2 separate regions of the Muntiacus reevesi genome follow, and region 2 is linked to region 1. Evidence: chromatin contacts called from public Hi-C data. All regions are on one chromosome and are shown on one strand. Each heading gives the region's core, a stretch centred on a gene start, on an enhancer-like site or on the middle of the called end of the contact. The rest is flanking DNA. Distances are from core to core; before and after follow the strand shown. Region 1 holds the start of SMARCAL1 (SWI/SNF related, matrix associated, actin dependent regulator of chromatin, subfamily a like 1). Region 2 holds the start of XRCC5 (X-ray repair cross complementing 5).

Evidence for each region. Hi-C and Micro-C count contacts between places; a contact is called where the count stands out from the background.
Region 2: a Hi-C map of blood shows a contact between it and region 1, with 4 times the contacts expected there. The contact joins the promoter of XRCC5 here to the promoter of SMARCAL1 in region 1. A contact is called at or near these places in 2 of 3 Hi-C or Micro-C datasets (blood and muscle).

The regions. Positions count from the first base shown.
Region 1 is chr3:132,065,398-132,070,930 of mMunRee1.1, forward strand. It overlaps SMARCAL1 (SWI/SNF related, matrix associated, actin dependent regulator of chromatin, subfamily a like 1), which reads right to left and starts at 2,360. Exons shown (of 18, transcript XM_065930618.1): 1 at 2,162-2,360; 2 at 290-325. The coding sequence starts at 302.
Region 2 is chr3:132,352,297-132,358,013 of mMunRee1.1, forward strand. XRCC5 (X-ray repair cross complementing 5) reads right to left here and starts at 1,491. Exons shown (of 21, transcript XM_065930620.1): 1 at 1,333-1,491. The coding sequence starts at 1,353. TMEM169 (transmembrane protein 169) reads right to left here. Exons shown (of 3, transcript XM_065930621.1): 3 at 5,682-5,717.

The sequences.
Region 1 (5,533 bases), core at 1,110-3,609:
AAAGGATATATTAAAATTTCTTTTTATAATTAAACATACACACACACATATGACAAAAACCATGACCCTGACAAAAGAAGCATATAGCAAGGTCAATTAAATCCAAAGTTGAAAAGGTATTTCAACTGCAATATTTTTCTCCCTCTCATCCACCAACCAACATGAGTTAGTTTTCAGATTCCAAGCAAGTTATGCAGTGCAATCTAAATCCATCAGATAAAGAGAAGGGAGCATTTCAAACTAGAAAGGATAAGGGATTAGACTGACATAGACCAAAACAACCACATACCATGACGTGACATTTATAAAATAGCCTCTTTCCAACCTGTAAGAAGGAAAAAAACATTAACATCACATAGACTGCACTCTAAATTCACCCCTCAAACTGAATCCTTTTATCATTCCTAGCAAGGCAATCTGCAGGTGGTAAACCCACGACCAAGGAGCAACAAGTGACTCTTGGAAAAGTAAGGTGAAAACAGTAATACATGCTCATTTTTCAAATCCAGATGCTACATATAGATGTAAAAAAAAGAGTAAAATTAATCTGTAATCTCATCATCCATCAATAACCACTGTTCATTGGTGGTGGTTTAGTCGTTAAATTGTGTCCAACTCCTGTGACCCCATGGATGGCAGCCCGCCAGGCTCCTCTGTCCATGGGATTTCCCAGTCAAGAATACTGGAGTGGGTTGCCATTTCCTTCTCCAGGGGATCTTCCCCACCCAGGGATCAAACCTGTGTCTCTTGCATCGCCTGCATTGGCAGGCAACATTATTTACCACCAAGCCACCAGGAAAGCCAGCTACTGTTCATAGAGTACAGTATAATTCTTTTTTTCTATCCATATCCTTAGATACAGGTCCTGTACTTTGGAAATAGACAAATTTACTACAAATTATATGGGCTTCCCAGGTGGCGCTAGTGGTAAAGAAAAGTGAAAGTCGCTTAGTCTTGTCCGACTCTTTGCAACCCCATGGACTATATAGTCCCTGGAATTCTCCAGGCCAGAATACTGGAGTGGGTAGCTGTTCCATTCTCCAGGGGATCTTCCCAACCCAGGGACTGAACCCAGGAATTGAACCCAGGTCTCCCACATTGCAGGAGGATTCATCAGCTGAGCCACCAGGGAGACTCCAGTTCTATTCCTGGGCTGGGAAGATCCCTGGGAGAAGGGATAGATAACCCACTCCAGTATCCTGGGCTTCCCTGGTGGCTCATATGGTAAAGAATCCACCTGCAATGTGGGAGACCTGGGTTGGGAAGAGCCCCTGGAAGGGTGGTAAAGAACCCACCTGCCAAAGAAGAGCCCTAAGAGACGCAGGTATTTTCGCCTGGAGAATCCCACGGACAGAGGAGCCTGATGGTCTACAGCCCTTGGGTTCACAAAGAGTGGGACACAACGGAAGCACAGCACAGCAGGATCTTTTACAAACTATCCTGTATCCCAAGCCTGATTTTTTCCCCCGATTAATTTACTTAGGTCCTTTTTCCAAGGGCTGAGCCACTTTTACAATATTCTAAGCCCAGGCGCTTGACACCAACTTCTCTGGCTTGATTCAGAATAGAGTCGACTCTCAATGGGCCACGTAATGTTTACAGTGATGACAAGGGGGTACGGGTGGGGTACTCTGAGAAGGGCCTAGGGTTAAAAAGGTTTCCTTCTTCCTGCCACTGTCTTTGACCAGAACCCCCAAACATCTGTCCCCAGGGGCCTCCCACTTCCCCCAACTGCCAACAGTTAGGAAGGGGTTAGAGAAAGGCTTTGTTCCCGGGGCACCGCTCAAGTTCTCAGGTTCCCTGAGCATAACACTCCTGCCTAAACTTGCCATCCAGGGCTTTGCCGCGGCCCCAAATCCTCCAGGGCCAAGGCCTGGCGCGCTGCCTCCACTAGCCAGGGGAGACGAGGCCGGGGGATGAGGTCCCATTGATCAGCCCCAAACCATAAAGCCGTCCCACTACACGGAGGCCCCTCTTCTTTTCGCTAGGACCTGGGTTCCACCCCATTTTGGGGGCGCGCATCTCCCCCCAGACTTGGAAGGACGGAGGCGCCATTCCCACCCCTATCATCTCCACTTGGATTCACCCTTTCCGTTGGCCACTCCCTGCTCCATGCTGGTCTGTGGTCGCGTCCTTCTCCGCCGCCTTCCTCCCGGTTTACCTTCCCGCCGGCTGAGACCTAGACTGCGAGCTTCATTCGCGCCAGACCCCGAACCCAGGCGCGTCTGCAAGGCCCTCCCGAGCCAGGTTGCTCTTCCGGTGACCGATTAGGCGCAGGTACTCGGGTGCTTGCCAGTTCGCTCGCCTTGTTTCAGTTCCCTGGCCTGAGAGGTAGTGTTAGTGGCAGGGTCGCTCACCGAGGAACTACATTTCCCAGTGGGCAAGGCGGCCCGAATTGCGCTTTTGAAAAAGTGAAGAGTTCAGGAGGCGGGAGGCCGAAGCGGTACTGCAGGGCCTTCTGGGATTTGTAGTTTGAACTAGGAGCCTGGTGTGAATTCGGAGAGACGCAACGTCATGGGCGGGGTGGAAACGGTCCACCCTGGGAATTGTAGTCCTGGTGTCCCTGATGCTGAAGCTGAAGCGCCAATACTTTGGCCACCTGATGGGAAGAGCAGACTCATTAGGAAAGGCCCTGATGCTGGGAAATATTGAAGGCAGGAGGAGAAGGAGACGACAGAGGACGAGATGGTTAGATGGCATCACAGACTGGATGGACATGAGTTTGAGCAAGCTCTGGGAGACGGTGAAGGACAGGGAAGCCTGGCATGCTGCAGTTCGTGGGGTCCCAGAGAGTCAGACACGACTGAGCAATTGCAAAACAACAGTTCCCTGAAAGGTTTCACCAAACTCTGGATCATTAAACCTGAGTTGTTGAGGTTTCCAAAACTGAAGTCTTACTGTGAAGAACTATCAGAGTTGTGGGTTGTTTTTTTTTTCCATGTTCTTCCTTATTTTTAGTAGCACCCAGGAAGGAAGCAGTATGAGCTGTGCAAAATGTACAACATCATATTAACACAAGAATTTCATTTGACAAGTCAAAGATACTGCATCTGTGGTTAATCTCATAGTAACATGGAGAGACGGACAGTCGGATTTGGTAACCCTGGAGGGCCCGTTCCTGATATTGATAACTTTGCAATTTAAGCATCACCTGCTGTTCCAACGCTGACCTGACCTTCTTGAACCCAAAGAGAATTAACATTGTCATCACTGTCATTGTCATAATCATCCTTTTCATCTTCATCTTCAGTCGTTCTGCTGAGCATTTAATCTGAATTATCTCATTTAATCCTCACTCCAATTTTAAGGAACACACAGTATTTGTATCCCGCTTTTACAGAACAGCTACTGGATAACTTTTTCAAAGCCTTATTAGCCTATTTGTGGTTCTGACTCTGGAGCCCACACTTTTGAGAGAAAATTAGTAACCTGACACTATCAGAGTCAGTTTACCCCATTTCTGAGCACCAGTGTGAGCCCCATTTTCATTCCATAATCAACTCCACTATTGAATATTGTTGGTAAATACAATATTCCCCTATCATCACTGTACACATAAATATTGCTATTCTGTTTTCAAACACGGCACATTTAAAAACAAACAGGTAGATCTTTACTTAAGGATCTGGAAAAACGACTAAGAAGTATTGTTAAGGAAAGCAAAGCACATCAATGCGTATAGTTTGATCCATTAAAAAAAAAATCCTTACCTGTCAGTGTGCGTAAACTCAGTTCACAACCAAGGGAGGATGGGGTACACTAGTCTACTTTTTAATCTAGAATTTCCTGAATTACTTGAATTTTCTTAAAATAATCATATAGAACTTGTGGACATTTGAAACAGTTAACCAGGTTTTTTAAATGACAAAGGCGTTGGCCTGTCTTACAGGCCTTGAGTGAAGTTCAGCGCTAGATAGTGTTCAAATCTCAGCTCCACCCCTTTCATTGGCCAAGTCAACACAGTGACCCTACCTGTATTTCCTCATCTGTAAAGTTACAGTAAGAAAACAGTTCAGTTCAGTTCAGTCACTCAGTTATGTCCAACTCTGCAACCCCATGAATCGCAGCACACCAGGCCTCCCTGTCCATCACCAACTCCCGGAGCTTACTCAAACTCATGTCCATCAAGTCGGTGATGCCATCCAGCCATCTCATCCTCTGTCATCCCCTTCTCCTCCTGCCCCCAATCCCTCCCAGCATTAGGGTCTTTTTCAATGAGTCAACTCTTCGCATGAGGTGGCCAGAGTACTGGAGTTTCAGCTTCAGCATCAGTCCTTCCAATGAACACCCAGGACTGATCTCCTTTAGGATGGACTGGTTTGATCTCCTTGCAGTCCAAGGGACTCTCAAGAGTCTTCTCCAACACCACAGTTCAAAAGCATCAATTTTTCAGTGCTCAGCTTTCTTGACAGTCCAACTCTCACATCAATACATGACCACTGGAAAAACCATAGCCTTGACTAAACGGACCTTTGTTGGCAAAGTAATGTCTCTGCTTTTTAATATGCTATCTAGGTTAGTCATAACTTTCCTTCCAAGGAGTAAGCGTCTTTTAATTTCATGGTTGCAATCAACATCTGCAGTGCTTTTGGAGCCCCCAAAAATAGTCTGATGCTGTTTCCACTGTTTCCCCATCTATTTCCCATGAAAACAGTACCACCTTGCTAAATCTTATTGTGGTAAGGATCAAATTGAGAAAATACAAGAGAAGTACTTAGGGAACTGTGAAATCTCAGAACAGATGGGAGAGAGACGTTGCTATTATTTGAGATATATCTTCTTCGGTTCAGTCGCTCAGTCGTGTCTGACTCTTTGCAACCCCGTGGACTGCAGCACGCCAGACTTCCCTGTCCATCACCAACTCCTGGGCTTGCTCAAATTCATGTCCATTGAGTTGGTGATGCCATCCAACCATCTCATCCTCTGTTGTCCCCTTCTCCTCCTGCCTTCAAATATCTTCTTAGATCTTTCATTACTTATACCCAGAAGCCATTTCCTACTATGTAGCGTGAGCAGAAATGAATGAACATCTTTCCCTGCCCTTCCTGTCCCCCAACAGAGTCAGTTAATTTGCTAAAAAGCTGGGCGCTGGGCACTTCACACACGTCTGCCACCCATTCATACGACAGTCACTGCCCTTGGCAGTTGGCTCACTTGTAAAATGCCATGTTGCCCTTTGATGTGTGCTAAGCAAGCATGGGAACCAGTGGAGCTTGGGTTCTAATACTCCTATAGATTCATGGGATCAAATCCCAATTTGGGAAGTCTAGATTAACTAAAAGATGTGCTTACTGTTCTAGTGCAAACATTCTAAAATTCTAAGAATAGGAACTTAGAATAAGAATTCGGTTTAAAAAAATTGTCTTCAGAAAGTAAACTAATCAAACACCACTCAGTGTTCACATCTGCTTTGTCAACAGCACCACTGATTGAGTACTGTTATATGCAAGGCTTCTTTGTTTAAATTTCTGTACTTCCAAAGTTCTTCAGGCAACTTATAGTAAAAATTCATTCACTGAAGAGATCTTAAAGG
Region 2 (5,717 bases), core at 241-2,740, 290 kb after region 1:
AAGAAAACCAGGAAAAAGAAAAAAGAGCAGCATAGTGCCCCCCCCTCATTTAAACACTGAAGCAAGTATTAGAATTTTGCTACAAGTCCACCTGCTATAAACATCTGCTTTATTAGAGCTGAAAGTTTTCAGCAGCTGAAAGGAATAAAGGAGGTGCGCGTGGCATATGTTTATAACCATTTTAATCAGTATTTTCCTCTGGGGAGGAGGACACTAGAGACCACCTGCTCCAACTCCTATCTGTATACCAGTTGCCTAATAAAGGGCCTAGTTCTTGAGATTACAGATGGATACACGAATAAACAACTCCTCCGAATACACCTACCTCTAGTGATCCCTCAGAGACAAGTACCACTTTCTGCCTATACTGAAAACACTATTTAAAAAATTCATCATCATATGTTATTAACCTGGGTCACTGAGAACCATCGATTTCTAGCAAGAGAAACATTCTCCAGAGCTCTGAGAGCAGAGAGCTTGTGTTCAAATTCGGATTCTACCGCTTATGGGCTGGGTGACCTTGGGGCTAATCACTTTCTTTAAGCTTTGCTTTTCTCAACTGTAAAGGAGAAAAAACTTTCAACTCCTGGGCTTGTGGTGAAGATTAAGACAGACAGGAATAAAGGCTTTAGATCAGTGCTTCATCAGAGTAAGCTTTCAATAAATGCAAAATATTTGATATTCGATTACTATAGAGGTAGTAATAGAACGGGGCTTCCCAGGTGGCTGTGATCTCTGGGTTGGTTAGATCCTCTGGAGAAGGAAATGGCAACTGACTCCAGCATTCTCGCCTGGGAAATCCCAGGGACAGAGAAGCCTGGCGGGCTACAGTCCATGGGGTTGCAAAAGAGTTAGACGCGGCTTAGCGTCTAAACAATAAGGATGTTTTACATTGCAAATTATTTCACTTGCAATCCCTCTCTGATGTTTTACGAGTCTGTGGGATTGGTGCTCACCATAACTAACGTCCATCCTCACAGATTTTTAAAAACCAGATTCAGAAGTAATGCAGGAGTTGGCGGCAGGCTGGAGATGGAGAGGTACCGAGGGGAGGTCGGAGTGGGATGGGGACAGGATGAGGACCGGGGGCGATACAGTGAGCACGGAAAGACTGAGGAGGCGGCGGGGGTGGGGAGTGGGCGAGGCTTAAATTCCCTTTTTTTCACACTCCAAATGCCCAGTCTCTCTCACAGCGCACCGCTCAATCAGCCCGCCAACCGGAACTCCCCTCCTCACTCCTTGGCACCGCCGGGATCCCATGATTCCTGCTTCCGAACCACCCTTTCCGGACCCCGAGCACAGACATAGGCCCAAGCCTACTGATCTTTCTACCTTACTCCCCGACCGCGCCATGCTGCTGCCCCACAAGCGCCTCGGCCGCCTCTTCCGAGCGGGAACCTCCGGCGTGGAAATTCAGTTCCGCCGGACTCGGAGCTGGAGTGGCTGGAGTGTTGCAGGAAAAGCCGCTTCCCGCGGAGGCCGAAGGGGGCGGGGAAATCGTGCGCCGACACTCTGGGCATGCGCGGATTCACTGCGCTTGTCCCCTGGTTAAGTGACCACGCACGGAGGAGCGTGGTAGGCTATACAGTCCGTGGGGTCGCAAAGAGCCGGACACGACTTCACTTTCACTTTCACTTTAAGGGACTTAAGGAAATCAGTCGTGAGTATTCATTGAAAGGACTGATGCTGAAGCTGAAACTCCAATACCTCGGCCACCTGATGCGAAGAACTGACTCATTTGAAAAGACCCTGATGCTCGGAAAGATTGAAGAAGGGAGGAGAAGGGTTGCAGAGGATGAGATTACACCGACTCAATGGACATGAGTTTGAGTAAACTCCGGGAGTTGGTGATGGACAGGAAGGCCTGGTGTGCTGCAGTCCATGGGATTGCAAAGAGTCGGACACGACTGAGCGACTGAACTGAACTGAAGGGATTTTGGTCTTCGAACTTCCCAAATTTCTAGAATCAGGTAAATAGGAATCTCTACTTTGAAAGAGTCACTCTCCTTTTCTCACATTGAAAATAACACAGCGTCTAGTGTCAGAGATCTGGACTTAGATCTCCTTGTATATGAACATGAATCCAGAAAGTCGGTTGACTTCCCTAAAATTCTGTTTCTTCTTACAAGAAGGATAAGGAAAGACAGCAGATGCGATGACCTTAGAACCAATTCTTGAAAGAAAAGTAGTTTTTCAGGTAATCAAAAGTGGAAACAGCATCTTTTCTTGAAGAGGAGGTGGGATGTATATAGGCCTGGAGGCATGAACAGCGTCTGCTAAGGATCTCCCCATACTTCAGAGTATCGCTGTGCTTCACAGGTGGCGCTAGTGGTAGAGAACCTGTCTGCCAGTGCAGGAGATATAAGAGTGGCAGGTTCAGTCCCTGAGTGGGGAAGATCCCCTGGAGGAGGGCATTGCAACCCACTTCAGTATTCTTGCTTGGAGAATCCCATGGACAGAGGAGCCTGATGGGCTTAGCCCATATGGTTGCAAAAACTAGACAGGACTGAAGTGACTTAGCACATACCTAGTTTGGAAAAGGGGGAGTGAGGTTTAGTTCAATAAGAACCTAGGGAGATGTTCTAGAAGTGGCAGCTGTCAATTATGGTGCCTGACGATCTCCCCACCCGCTTTCAAGGGAAACTGTCCAGGCTGCAGCCCCTTTGAGGGAGGCAGGCCCAAGTTGAACCTTGCACAGAAAAGGCTATTTTCTGTACCAAATGGCCCACAGGCTGACGGCTGCTTGGACAAAGGATCTGGCAACTTGCAAGTGTCTGCCAACCTAGAACATTAAGTCCAATCTTCTTGAAAATCAGACCTAAGAAAAGCAGATGTGAAGCTGGAAAGATGTGGGGAGGCCATGAGGAGGGAGGGATCTTGAGGGAACCCAAATAACAAACACACCGAAGCCAAGAGAGTCAGATACTTTCAGATTGTGCTTTTAGAGTCCAGGAAGTTCACCTAGATGTTGATTCAAGGAGTTCTTTTAAGGCTGAAATATTATTCTTGAAGTATTTTTTTGTATGACAGTTAAATAATTACTGGTGACTCACCATGGTGAAGGAAATCTCCATGCTGTATGTCCATGATTTTATCTTGTGTGTAGCCTCTATTTCCCTCTTTCTTTTTTCTCATTCGTATTATAGAGATATGGACCACTCATATCCATCAAGCTCCACCCAAATTGCGAATTAGAGCAAATAAATCAAATGATTATTATTTTAATCCAGTTAAATTTTACCTGTTACACAGCAAGAGATAACTGAAACAATAGGGATATTTTAAACACTTGCTGTATTGTAGACTAAGCTTCCCTTTGGAGTAAACAAAGGCAAGTAAAAAATTTTTAATTTGAAATTACAATTTAAGTTGCTGAAATGTATTCGAGTTTGATATTGTTCTGATATGATAAGTGATGAACTACATAAGTGATGAATTTATGAACACTATACAAAATTGAAATGTGCAGGTTTTGTGTTCTGACAGGTGTAATGATGTTTATATGGGCAATTGGAAAAATATGTTGAAAATCTTAACAAAGTACAGATATGAAATAAGTTTATATCCCAGAAAGATGTGAGCAGTGATGTACCATGTCGATGTGATTTTTAAATGCCATTAAAAAGACATAAAATGCTTGTTAAAAATGATTAAAGAAGACAATGTCAGTGATAGATTTTTTTTAACACTTTTTGAAACAGATTCAAAGAACCACAAAATAGGACAAAGGCAGGAAGCTTCTATGGGATAGATATCTATGGATAGATAATAACCAACAAGGAAGAGAAAAGTAGAAAATATCTAATTAGCTGTTGGCCACATAATGAGCATTGTTTGGAATGAGAAGGAACAAGGAAATAAGTATAGAGCTCAGAGTTGGCTTGCTGTCTGGGAGTTGGCTGATTTTTACACACACAGTTGGCCCACCACATCCATAGGTTGGGCAATCACAGGTTCAACCAACTGCAGATCAAGTTCAACCCCTGGTTCGTTGAATCAATGCAGAATCCAGATGTAAAGAACCAACTCTACTACCAATTTTATAAGGGACTTGAGCATCCATGGAATTTGGTCTCCCCAGAGGTCCTAGATCCAATCCCCCACTGATGCTAGGGACAGTTGTACTGCGTTTCTGGTCAAGCAGAGCATTTAAAGGGACACAAAAGTGATCTAAATATTGGTTTGCTGATGTGGCACCTAGGCAGGAGTGGCTCCATCTTGGGCCTAGAAAGTATTTCAACAAGCTTATGTTAGTAATTAAAGAGGAGGAAATTTCTGATTTTGGCCACTAATCTTTTACAACACTGTAAACCTTAACCCCTTGATGGCCCTCAATGATGCAATGAATCGTCATCTAAAATTAGTTCTTTTAAAGATTTAGAACCTTGTTTCATTGGAAACCATGGATACTCATAATCCAAGGAGATTTTGTTCCCCCTGGACTTGAAGTGAAGTGAAGGATGGCAACTTCATGTCGATGGACTAGATGGCTTGGGGGACTTCTGATGATCCAGTGATTAAAACTCCGCAATTCCACAACCTAGATGTCCATCAGCAGACGAATGGATAAGAAAGCTGTGGTACATATATACAATGGTATATTATTGAGCCATTAAAAAAATAATGCACTTGAATCAGTTCTAATGAGGTGGATGAAACTGGAGCCTGTTATAGAGTGAAGTAAGCCAGAAAGAAAAACACCAATACAGTATATTAACACATATATATGGAATTTAGAAAGATGATAACAATGACCCTATATGCAAGACAGCAAAAGAGACACATGTAAAGAACAGACTTTTGAACTCTGTGGCGAGGGTGGGATGATTTGAGAGAATAGCATTGAAACATGTATAATATCATATGTGAAATAGATCGCCAGTCCAAGTTTGATGCGTGAGACAGGGTGCTCAGGGCTAGTGCACTGGGATGACCCTGAGGGATGGGATGGGGAGGGAGGTGGGAGGTGGGTTCAGGATGGGGAACACATGTACACCCATGGCTGATTCATGTGGCAAAAAAACGCCACAATATTGTAATTAGCTTCCAATTAAAATAAATAAATTAAAAACAAAACAAAAGAAACTCCGTGCTTCCATTGCAGGGGGCACAGTTCGATTCCTGGTCAGGGAACTAAAATCCCACATGCTGCGTGGCCCCCCTCACTCCCCAAAAGACTTGGCAACATTGGTATTACTATACTGGATCAAATATGGTTTACCCAGCTCAGCATATTATGGCCGCAAAGCAACTGGAAAGCATAGTTCTCCTTCCTGATACTTACCAAAAAGATTATGTAACTGAGCTAACAGAATGTTCAAATAGGCATTTAACTCTCTAGTTTCTCCTCTAAAATTCTCTAGGCATTTGCTGACAGCTGAGATGAGATTGCTTTGGGTCTGTTTGGTGAAGTTTTCCTTCCTCTAGTTTAGACTTCTCCATATCTCTCAGAACACTTTAGAAATGATTTTATGAACCTATGGGGTCCACCAGCTGGCGCGCGCAACTAAAGTGCACTCAACTACATCTACTTCATCTAGGTATCCCTTGTTCCTTACCCTAACCCCACTCTCCTCCATCCCACAGGGGCATCTTACCTTTGTCCTAATCGTGATTGCTCTGGGCCTTGTTCACTGGTTTCCTTAACCTCTGAAAAAAATGTGACAAATAAAGCTGCAACTTTCTAATGTAGGCTTAGGTAAATCTGTGATCTGTGG